Regions from separate parts of the Gasterosteus aculeatus genome. Here region 2 is linked to region 1. A link is a contact called in public Hi-C data. All regions are on one chromosome and are shown on one strand. Each heading gives the region's core, a stretch centred on a gene start, on an enhancer-like site or on the middle of the called end of the contact. The rest is flanking DNA. Distances are from core to core; before and after follow the strand shown.

The links. Hi-C and Micro-C count contacts between places; a contact is called where the count stands out from the background.
Region 2: a Hi-C map of blood and trunk muscle shows a contact between it and region 1, with 2.5 times the contacts expected there. The contact joins the enhancer-like site here to the promoter of wipi1 in region 1. A contact is called at or near these places in 5 of 6 Hi-C or Micro-C datasets (blood and trunk muscle, liver, skeletal muscle and 1 more).

The regions. Positions count from the first base shown.
Region 1 is chr11:1,259,370-1,264,895 of fGasAcu3.hap1.1, forward strand. It overlaps wipi1 (WD repeat domain, phosphoinositide interacting 1), which reads left to right and starts at 1,713. Exons shown (of 13, transcript XM_040191061.2): 1 at 1,713-2,306; 2 at 5,270-5,352. The coding sequence starts at 2,218. It overlaps LOC120828306 (actin-related protein 2/3 complex subunit 1A-A), which reads left to right. Exons shown (of 10, transcript XM_040191820.2): 10 at 589-755. The coding sequence ends at 594.
Region 2 is chr11:1,315,736-1,321,444 of fGasAcu3.hap1.1, forward strand. It overlaps rgs9a (regulator of G protein signaling 9a), which reads left to right. Exons shown (of 17, transcript XM_040190723.2): 17 at 1-373. cog1 (component of oligomeric golgi complex 1) reads right to left here. Exons shown (of 16, transcript XM_040190722.2): 9 at 5,260-5,406; 10 at 5,022-5,183; 11 at 4,593-4,717; 12 at 4,135-4,243; 13 at 3,842-3,951; 14 at 3,009-3,090; 15 at 2,867-2,884; 16 at 1,222-1,412. The coding sequence ends at 2,876. Among protein-coding and RNA genes, the nearest start is that of cog1, 13 kb to the right of the region's middle. Within about 2 kb of position 1,401, at least 1 of the 9 cell types and tissues checked has open chromatin away from gene starts, as enhancers often do.

The sequences.
Region 1 (5,526 bases), core at 463-2,962:
GCTCCACGCTCACGTATCACACTGACGTGGAACCTAATCACCTAATTTGTATCACGGTACAGAAATAACCTGGTACCCCAAAGGATGCACAGGACAACTCTTTCCAACTCCGATTTAATCTGTATGTTTGGTTCATGGATCCCATTGATCATTGGCTGTGTAAGCCCCTATTCAGGCCAATGGCAAAAAAATAACTTACCTTAGAAGCCCAAAATACCTGTGATCAAGCAAATGTTTTATAAAGCTATGAAGTGCACTTGGCCCTCTTAGAGAAGCGGATGAGGGAGTGATGGATCCCTGTGCTAGCAAAGGATGAGCTTCATCAGGCCAAACAAATACGTGTGCATTCACCCAGTGTCAGCTATCGGCTACAATGCAAACATGTAGCAACATCAATTCAATTTCACGCTTATTTTGTAAAGCCAAAAATCCCATTACAAATTTGCCTCAGCGGGCTCTACGGTCTGTATGCGACATCCCGTGTTTCCTGGAACCATCAGATGGGCAGAGAAAAACTCATGTACATCATCTCCTGAGATCAGTACAGCTGCGTGGTGCTTCCAACATGTTCTCGCTCTTTTTGTGCAGCATTGAAGCACCACTGAGGGGTCAGAGACTCAACCCCCAACCCCGGCATCAAACATACCTTTATGCAACATGACGGCCACCATGGAACTACTGAAGTGCTTCTGAGCAACTGGAAACTATATTTGTCAATGAAAAAAGTTTTGGTAAATAAAGAGGATATTTACAAGACAGACGATGTCTTGTCATGTTATGTATTCAGTGTGTTGGTATTTGACTCATTGTACTGCATGTATTCATTTAGTCTATTACTTTATCTTTGTATCATCACTCCACTGCTGCTGTTGCTTCTGATGGATCACTGCACTGAACTGACCCATCAGTTAGCAAGGATTCATGATATGTTAATGTGGTACAGTAACGTCTGCTGTAACATTGGTTGTGCTTTCTAAACTTGGAGAAAATACTACTGATAACATCCTCAGGGTTGTCAAACTGCCTGATGTCCAGAGGGAGGTTTCTGCTGTCAGGATCTCCGATCCCCCCGAGTCGGTTGATGAGAAGGATCCAGCACGTTGGTCAATTAAAGTCAAAACATTTATTTAGAAGAGAAAAAGATTACGCGAGCAATTCTCTGCAGATATCTGTCTCTAACTATTGCTTGCAGCAGGAGGTCCAACACACCAGCACGTATCTCAGCGCCCGGTGTAATGGCGTCGCCGAGCAGTAAAAACGCTGAGTTTTTATACACTCGAAGACAGTTCTTAGTGCCAGTTACGAGAAGCCACGAATCAAGTTGAGATAAGAACTCAGGTGGAGCTGAGGGTAAAAAACAATGCTCCTCTGATCGAAGGTCTGTGAGAGCAAGATGACCCCCTTCCCCAAACACAGCTGCAAACCCGAAATCTTTCTATGTCTCCATCTCAGGGTCAACCACTGCGACCCGGTTCTTAGCACCGGACACATGTTTACATCATGTTTTACCACTACATGCATCTCACACTGCTAAAAGTACTTCATGTACCTCTGAGTTGAACAGTACTAAATGTACCCTTTGAGATGAGGTCTAAAAGTACTTCATGTACCTCTGAGACGTGATGAGTTGTGTTTAGAAGAAATCGTCTCCACACCGCCGCCCAGCGTCGGTGATATCGGGCCAATCCAAAGACTTGTCACGTGATCTATCACGTGATTGGACAAACGAAAAGCCATTTGATCACATGCACGCTGAACCGGAGTGATCTCTTTTGATTGAGGGCCCGGACCCGTGTTTTTAGACCGTAAACACGCTCGTGTTTTTGTGTATCCTGTGTGTTAGCGACGCGATCACAGCCCGAGTGGACGGACACACGTAGAACCCGCTCCGCTCCACCAGCCAATGAAAACACGCCATTCAACCAGCGACAGCGGGTTTGGGCGCCAACCAATCGCAAGGGGCGGAGCGGTGACGTCGGCCGTCAGCTGTTCTTGTTTTGCTTCAGTGTTCCTCGTCCCTCCTCCAGGTTCTGGACGAGCGACGTCCGCAAGCAGCCGCGGTGAAACGGACGCTCCTCCGCGGCTTTTCTTCTCCTCCGCGGAACACATTTCTGCCAAATTGGAGTCGTCTTCCGCCGAGATCGAGCGAAGAGGTGCAGCCGATCCCGGGCCTCCAATCCAGGGCGGGCGGAGGGAAGGAGGACGCTGGGCATCGGGATGGAGACCGGAGACGGTGCCGACGGGCCCGGCGGGCCGGACGCACCCGGGATGCAGTTCGGCTGCGCCTCTTTCAACCAAGACTCCACGTAAGTAAGCAGGACCCCCCCAGCTGGCGTGTCCACGAGACACCCATCCGCCTCATTTCTCCCCGGGAGCGAGACCAAGCATACGATCCGCCTTCAAAAGGTGTCTTTGCTCACCAAAGTATTACATCAGACTTACGTTCTCACGTTTGACACATCACAATGGAAACCTCAGGAGTGTGAGCCAGTGACCCTAGTGAGGTCATACTGATTTCATCGAGGCGTTTTTGTTTTTCCTTATGGGAGTTTGGAGCTGTCGATCGGACTTGTTCTAGTGGGCCTCTGCTGCACAAACCCTTCATCAAGCCGACTGTTTTCATTCAAGTGTCAGGCCTCTAATCTGCAGCTGTAACCAAGGTAACATCTGTAATAGCAGCTCTGCTGGATCACTGGGGTGCTTCAATGCCATGCACGAGGACATGCACAAGAAACGTGATTTGCATGTGCAGGTATGTGCATATCATTACGCATTCCTTTCCCAAATATCAAGTCTTTACTTGACAGAATGTGGAGCGGATCAGAGTAAAATATGCACGTGTCACACGCTCAGTTTGTTCAGAAGGTGCAAGGCGTGCGGTCCCGTGGGTTGACACGGTAAAGGAATGTTAAGATCATGGCGGAGGAAGAAGACACAGGTGGCCATTAAGAAAACAACCACCGTCTCAGACAGGACAAACCGTCAGCTTGGACTACAAGCTAAATATGACCTGTTAACATGTATGTCACATGATCATTTCATCCAGAGGAACAAGAGAGCGTTAACAGACGTTGTGCTCCTGTGTTCCTCATTGGTAGGAGACCCTTTAGCATCACACCACAGCACACCAGATTTCATCACATCACACCAAATCACATCACACTATACACGCGAGTATCAATGTTTGGAACGGATCCGGGCAGCCACGGGTACCGCCCAAGGGAGCGTAGCAGCGATGTAGTGTGGCTGCATTTAGGCTGAAGACCAGTAGAGCTGCTGCATTCTTGATGAGGTTGGCTGGCACTGAGAGCTGCTAGGAGGGAGTTGGTCACAGCCCATAGCCTGTACGGGGATGCATTCTCCTGATGTATCTACAGAACTTGGTGTTGCTGTAATGTTGGCAGAGTGTCACACTAAGGTTAGGACGCAGCTGTCAACGGTAACAGACAGGTGGTTGATGGTGTTAGGGATTTAAGTGGAAGAGCACCCCTAGTGGTAGAAATTATAATACGTGTAATAATCTTTAGTGATAGAATTGTAGTGTGTGTGTTATTAGATATTAGTTATTACATTAGCTTGTAAGATTAAGTGAATGCAATATGAATCAACACAATGTATAGTCATGTAAATCATATAAACACTGTACACATTAACATTCTGTCACAATGTGATGGTAAAACCTGGGGACGGATGCTAAGTCCCGTCCTTTATGGATTTCTCCCAATTTTATCCCCAAATAGGGTTTTTGGGGAGAGTTTTTCTCCTGTCAGGTAGTAGATGAGCAACTGAATGCAAGACAGCCGAGTGAGGCAGATATCTTGAGTATTTCACCACATAAACTGTGTTAAACCTTATGATGAACTGTGATCATTAATGATGTGGTGTAATTAAGGTGTAAGATGAAGACAAACTATGCATACTTTGCTATATTCACTCATTGAGGCATAAAGCCAAATGTATCTACATTGAGTGTATTGGAATGTGAGGGACAGATAAGACAGAGAGGTTTCAGGTTACAGCTTCACACCTGGACGTGAAGGGGACAATCCAGGAGGAGACACGTTTGAAGGAGAAGCCAATGACATTCTAATGCACATAAAAGACACACCTCAGGAGTTTTCAAATGACCAAAGCGGGGAAAGGACCGTTAGAATTTGCATTGTATTTCACTTTGTAATTATATTCCTTATCACTTTGTTATTAAATACTTTTAGATTTTTAAATTTGAGCCAGATGACTCTTTTGATTCATAGAACAAAGGAGTGTGATCTCCCTTGAGAGCCCAACAAATGGGTGAGCCTTTCCCTGGAAGGAAAATAATTTCAGTCTTGGCTAACCTTCAGGAAGTGTGCGGCCATCCACTGAGAGATGTCAGTCAAACAGGCGGAGATTTATTCTTGTACCGGTGTCTCAATTTGGGGAAAAGACAAGTTATCAGTTGGATGTCATCAGCAAAGCAATGGTAGGAGAAGCTATATGAGTGGATTCAATTCAATTCATTTTTTATTTTGTGTAACCCAAAATCAGCCTCAGAGGGCTTTACAGTCTGTGCACATGTGACATGCTCTGTCCTGAAACCCACACATCGCCACACGGAAAGCTTCCCAACAAATGAAAAGCCCTTCCATGGTAAAAAGGGAAGAAACCTGAGGGAGAAGGAGGAGGATCCCCTCCTGGGATGGACAGACTACAATGGATGCCACGTGTACAGAATGAATGTATAATACATTCAATTCCTATGACAGAAATGATTCAAATAATTGTGAGTAGCAAGCCAGGAAAGACTTAATGACTTAAAGGAAAGGGTAATGTCGGTTTATGATGACAGTAATAGTAATAAGGAGCGCAGTCTTTGTTGAGTGGCATCAAGCCTGACTGGTGAGGGTCAAGAAGTTATCACGTGTCCATCATAACTTGGGCCACTTCGCACCAAATTAACTACTACATGTCTACAACAACTCAAAACTAGTAAGTGAAAATATTGAAGTTGGCAAAGAACTTATTGTGAGGGTTGTTTGACTAGAACTTTAGCCGGTTGCCCTGTTCCCAATAGAGCTCACGTCTTCTACCACACATTTCACCACCGGTGGGCTGCCTGGTGAGAACCTTGTAAGTGTGCCCATGAGGAAGCGAATTCCAAAATGTTCAGTTGCCCTGCAACAGAATGAGACGCAGACACATTTTATCCCCATTGAAATAAAGTAACTAAAGCTTTAAATGTGTTCTAATTGTAGTGGTGACTGAGTGTGTGTATGTGTGTGTGTTGCAGATCCCTGGCTCTGGGAACAAAGACTGGCTACAAGCTCTTCTCTCTGACCATGGTGGAAATGCTGGACTGTATCCATGAGAGTGGTTAGTATGGAGCTCTTACTCTGCATCAGGGGGGGCCAAACATTACTGTTGACATGTCAACATCAGACCAAGTTTCTTGACTTTAAAGGAACACATGGTTATGAAACACCTCAGGTTACTCACAATGCCCAATCTGTATTCTGTTGTTTCTCCAGTTACCATGTTGCTTCATGT
Region 2 (5,709 bases), core at 151-2,650, 56 kb after region 1:
AGAGTTTAGTGAAGATGTAACTCGCGTTACTTAAAGTGAATTGTTTTAAAAATTGTCTGATTTACGCTGAATTTAAGGAATTCTAATAAATAATCAAACATTAAACAGCTTTTATTCTCGCTTGTAGGTTATATTTCGTCATATACGTTGCCCTTTCCTCTTAGTGTAAAGGAGATACTGAATAGCAAGACGTCACTGTTGAAATGCACCATATAATAATACATATGACGCTACTATGATTATTTGTTGGAGGATCTGCACACAATATAATGTAATAAATGAGATAAAGATAAGCTGCCTTTGCTGTGTTTGAGTGTGTCAAACACACTCGTGTGTTATCAAACCTTTTTATACTAAAGTAAAATCACCATGTGTCCCTGTTGCCGTGGTGTGCTCAGGGTGATGGGCAGTGTTTCCTCCACACAGCGCTTTGCATTGAAGCCAGAATGTTCCATCCTGGTCTTCCACTGGTTGCTGTTCAACAACAGGATTTGTTATGGTGGACTTTGCACAGCAGCTTTCTTCTTGCCACTCCACCATTAAGGGCAGATCAGTGGCTCCCATTAAGTACATGGCTAATAGTTGTCCTGTGGACAGATCCAGTTCCTCATCTGTGGATCTTTGCAGCTCCTCCAGAGTCACCATGGGCCTCTTGGTTGCTGAACTGATTCATCTTCTCCTTGTCCAGCTCGTCTGTTTGTTTGGGTGGACGGTCTTCTCTTGGTAGGTTTGTGGTTGGGCCGTATTCTTTCCATTTTTTAAAGATGGATTTCATGGTGCTCCGTGAAAAGTTTAAAGCTTTATGAGGCTGTATAGAGGAAGAGCAGCAGGGTCGATCTAAATTGCAGATATTTTGGTCTCATACAGCCCTGATTGATTCCCTCAGTACGCCGACTAGAATGAGGGCTGCTCGCCTGGCTGGTGCATGTTTAAGTATGAACCCAGGAGTGCAAGCATTGCAAATACCCAGTAATAATCATGTTACATTACAGGTCATTTAGCTGACGCTTTTATCCAAAGCGACTTACATTACATTTTAAACCCCTGGCTTTTTACATTTTGCCTGGGGAGCAATTAGGGGTTGCTCAGGGACACTTCGACTTGAGACATGGGGCAGCCAGGACTCGAACCAACAACCTTGCGCTTCCCAGCACACCCGCTCTACCATCAATTCAATCACTTTATTTCATAGTAGTAGTGGGGGAAAAAAAACTAAACATCTTTTACATACACTTTATTATTTACAAGGTTTCTGCTAGTTGGACCATAAAGGGTTACTTGGCCATGCCAGACAGCCAGCTGAGTTTGAATAAAGACTGAGTGGCCGTGTCCCCGTCCTGATCGGCCAGCTGTCTGAACAGGCTGCCGGGACGGAAGCTGTCCTCACCGTCTGCCAGGGAGGACGGAGTCGCCTGCCGGAGGAAGGAGACACGTCAGGTTGTACAACATACAACTCCAGTGTTGGTCAGGACTAAGTCTTGATCTAGACATCTTCTGATGTGGACATTTTGGTTACAAACACCCATCAAACTCCTCAGTGATGAATAATGAAAATGATTGAAATGTTTGTAGTTTAGTAAAACTGTAAAGGAACAATCCAGCACTGTTTTGTAGCATTACAGTCCTGGATCAGGGCTAGCTAGATCCCACTATGCTACTCCATGCTAACAAATGTGCTGCTCCATGCTAACACCTGTGCTACTCCATGCTAACACCTGTGCTGCTCCTTGCTAACAAATGTGCTGCTCCATGCTAACACCTGTGCTGCTCCTTGCTAACACCTGTGCTGCTCCTTGCTAACAAATGTGCTGCTCCATGCTAACACCTGTGCTGCTCCTTGCTAACACCTGTGCTGCTCCTTGCTAACACCTGTGCTGCTCCTTGCTAACACCTGTGCTGCTCCATGCTAACACCTGTGCTGCTCCTTGCTAACACCTGTGCTGCTCCTTGCTAACACCTGTGCTGCTCCTTGCTAACACCTGTGCTGCTCCTTGCTAACACCTGTGCTGCTCCTTGCTAACACCTGTGCTGCTCCTTGCTAACACCGGTGCTGCTCCATGCTAACACTCCAGTATTTCAGCATTGGATTCCAAACAGTCAAATAAAGTTAAATAATCTAGGCTTACATAAGGGCTACTACCGTAGCATGCTGAATGTCCAGTGCGAGAGCCCTCCGAGGATCATGTCTAGTAAATACACAAACTGAGGACTCGTGCGGACTACTTTCTCGGTTTCCAGAAGATTCTTGAAATGGTTTCAAACAGTTATCATGGACCTCTGGACCCAATGATTCACTGAACCGCCGACGTGATGTTCATGAGCCCCAACGAACAGTCAGACCATTTAAAGAAAACGGTTGATTGAAATAGATTTTCCCCTGTGTGTAGCCTGTACGGAGACAGAACATTGTTAGCCTAGCTTACCCCAAACACTCTATTAGCTCAAAGCCAACTGACATTGTTATCATGTTACTGTTGAGACAGCTAATGAGTATTAAAAACTATTTCCTCAGATGCCAGTGTGATTTGTCGAGGCATTTTTGATGGATAAGTTTTAAAAGAGAAAGTTTTCGACCAATCACAACTTTAGCTGCATAGGGACATCTGCTTTTTTCTTTTTCTGCTGCCAAGACAAACTCGACCAATAATGCGTTCATTAAAGATGTGATTGGTCCATTTAAAAACAGGTAAGAACAGCCCACGTCCTCTGCTACCCCAAGGAGTTCTCCAGACTTTAGTCTGATCCCAAACTACATGACGAGCACAAGCAGGGTGGCAGATTAGTGAGAAATATCACAATATATATCAGTTATGAAGCCCTGTGGCACTAAACCAAGTCACCACTAAGAACACACGCACACACTTACCTGTGCATCTCAAAAACGCTGGGAGGGCAGAAGGTGAAAGAGAAACATTTTTCCCAGAGTTGAACAAAACAAGGACCATCCTGTGGTAGTCGACATGTGAAACACTGAGACTCAGATATCTGATTCCAGGTCTGTCACTCACCAGCTGGAGAGCAGCGTCACAGCTCCGGGGGGCTGACTTGGATTTACGCACACTGGACGTGCTGAGAGGCAACAACCCGAACCTGCACAACATCGAACAACCATTATTAAAATACTTCCTCGGTACTGAATTCTCGATCAGACATTCTGGATTGGAAATAAAATGCAGCCAATTTCCGATTTTGAGTTCACATATAACATGTCATAAAAGAAATGGTTATGTTGAGTTTGTCCTTATTTATGGAGAAGTTATTCAGACTTCTTATGCTAAACAAACTCCTCCAAACTCTATTGAACATCTGTTTTTCTGAGTACCTTAAAGTTTGACTTTATACTTAAAGCATTAACTAACTGCTCAGAAGTTTACTGTTATAATGCAAGTTGCTTTGCCATAACAAACGAATGCCCTCGCAGTGGAAAATATCTTTGGTTTTATATTTGAGATTTAGCTGTAAAATAATCTCAATATTTGGCAAGTATGTAGGCTAAGAGGAAAATGTCATTTAAAAGAAATGTTTTAACTGCTAATGGAGTTCTGCGGCTAAAAAACATATTTGTTTAAATTGTTTGCATAAATAAAAGTGCGCAATATATATAATTTTGCAATTATAATTAAATTCCTGGCTCTCACTTTTAAAACAGGCATACATCACTGTGGATACATTGGGAATAATGACTCCCATTTATTCACCTAGTGTGTGTTCAATCATTTGTACGCCTCTACACATTTTCCTGCGATGGGCGTTTTCAGGGATCAACTGGAGTAAAGAGTGCTCGCTGTCCTCTGGTCACATGATCCGTCGGCGTCTCATGGGTTTCCTTGGATTTACTCACCTGGTCTGGCTGCTGGCTAGTGGCAGGATGTTGTAGGGCTCCTGAGAGTTGCCACTGCTGCTCCGCGGGGCAAACTGCTTCTCTGAGCCCGTCAGCAGCCCCAGCAGCACCTGAGACAACAGCACATGAACCTGTGAGCAGCCAGCGAGCACAGCAGTCTGTACATCTACCCAATGCGGACAACGGAGGCACCCTGAGTTCGTTGGTCACTCATCTCTAATCTAAAGCTGCTTCTATAACATCATTAAGATGAAACTACGCTGCACTTCTATGTTTTTTAGGGCTCAATGTACCGAGGTCCTCTGGGACAGGCGGTTGAGGTTGGTGTTGAGCGGCGGTGTGAACACATCCAGGTCAAAGGGGTCGATGTAGCCCTCCAGCCAATCACACACCTCGTGGAATCTGGAAAACACACAACACAATGTTTGCTTTCAGATACGTTTTAAATTATCAGCAGGACATCAGAAAAAAATAATAATTAAGCAAGGTACGCTGGCTAATCGGGATGAAACAGCCTATCTTCTGATTGGAGGAAATCCTGCTCCACCTGCTCCTGCCGAGTCACACCAGTCAACGAAAAAGGTTTGGGTCTGTGCTTCTACATCGAGTTGTGGATCCCTCAGATCCTTCTGTAGAAATTAAACTCTGCAGGTCCTCGTGGATCGGTGAAGACCTAACTCAGCCAGCATGGGGGGCACGGTGGCCTTGAGCTGGTGATCAACCCTGGCGGAGCTGGGACAGCGGACGTTACCTGGGGTCTTGGTGGGATCGGGAGCCCTTTCCTTCCTCCACTCTGCTACCCAGAATAGTGTGAAGGTAACGGAGGTCAAACAGCAGCTGTAAGGCTCTGTTCTGAGTCATGGGGAATACGCCCTCCTGGATGGAGCAACAGAAACAAACAGGGAGCTGATGTGGTTCCTGATGAATGAAGAGCAAGCCTCTAAACTCACCCCGCCACAGTAATATCAATGAAACTACCAACTATTACATTGGTAATAATGTTGGGCTGCTTTGCAAAGTAAGGACAGCGCGATACGATCAAAAGCCTCTGACCTGCTCGCCAATGAACTTTCTAACCCTTTTTTTACCCACAGGTTATAGAATCCGAAGTCATCAGAAGGTACAACACAAACGTCCCTCATCTTCATTGTGTGTGTGTGTGTGTGTGCGCCTGAGTTACCCTGCTGGGGGCCTGCTGCGTGAGGGTTTGGTAGTGGTGCAGGACCTGATTCAAACAGGTGTGCAGCAGCTCCTGCAGGGTGGGCCGGGGCAGAGCATGCCCCCCCACCCTGTTCACCTGCACACACAGCTGGAATAGCAGAGACTGCACGAACCAGGACGGCTGCAGAGGAGACAAGCTCGCCATCACATCACTGAACGGACACATCATTGTGCTTCCCGAGGTTCTGCTAGCTGACCTGGACTGGAAGACGGATCTTGGATGTGACATTGCTCCCCGACTCTGCTTCCTCCTGGATCTCCAGATCCTCCCAGTTCGTTGCGGTTGTGAGGATGGCCCCGGCAGACTCGGCATGCAGCGCTGTGGCAAACTTATCCAGCAGCACCTGTCGCAACACACGATAATAGTCATTCTTCTCTGGTCTCCAACGCCTTTAAATATCAAACTCTAAAGCTGCTAAATGCTCCTCAATGTTCACCAGCCGTTCTCTGACCCTGCCAGCAGGTAAGCAGTGGGGTCACAGAGGCAACAGATGTGTGTGTGCCTTTGTTGAAGCAAGGGAACTGCCGTTTAGATCACGGACACTAGTGGCAAACCCTTTCACATTACACATTTGATACCATAGAGTTATGTTAAGTAGTGCAGCTGAAGCTTTTCCCTCCATTAGTGAAATCCCATTCGTACAATC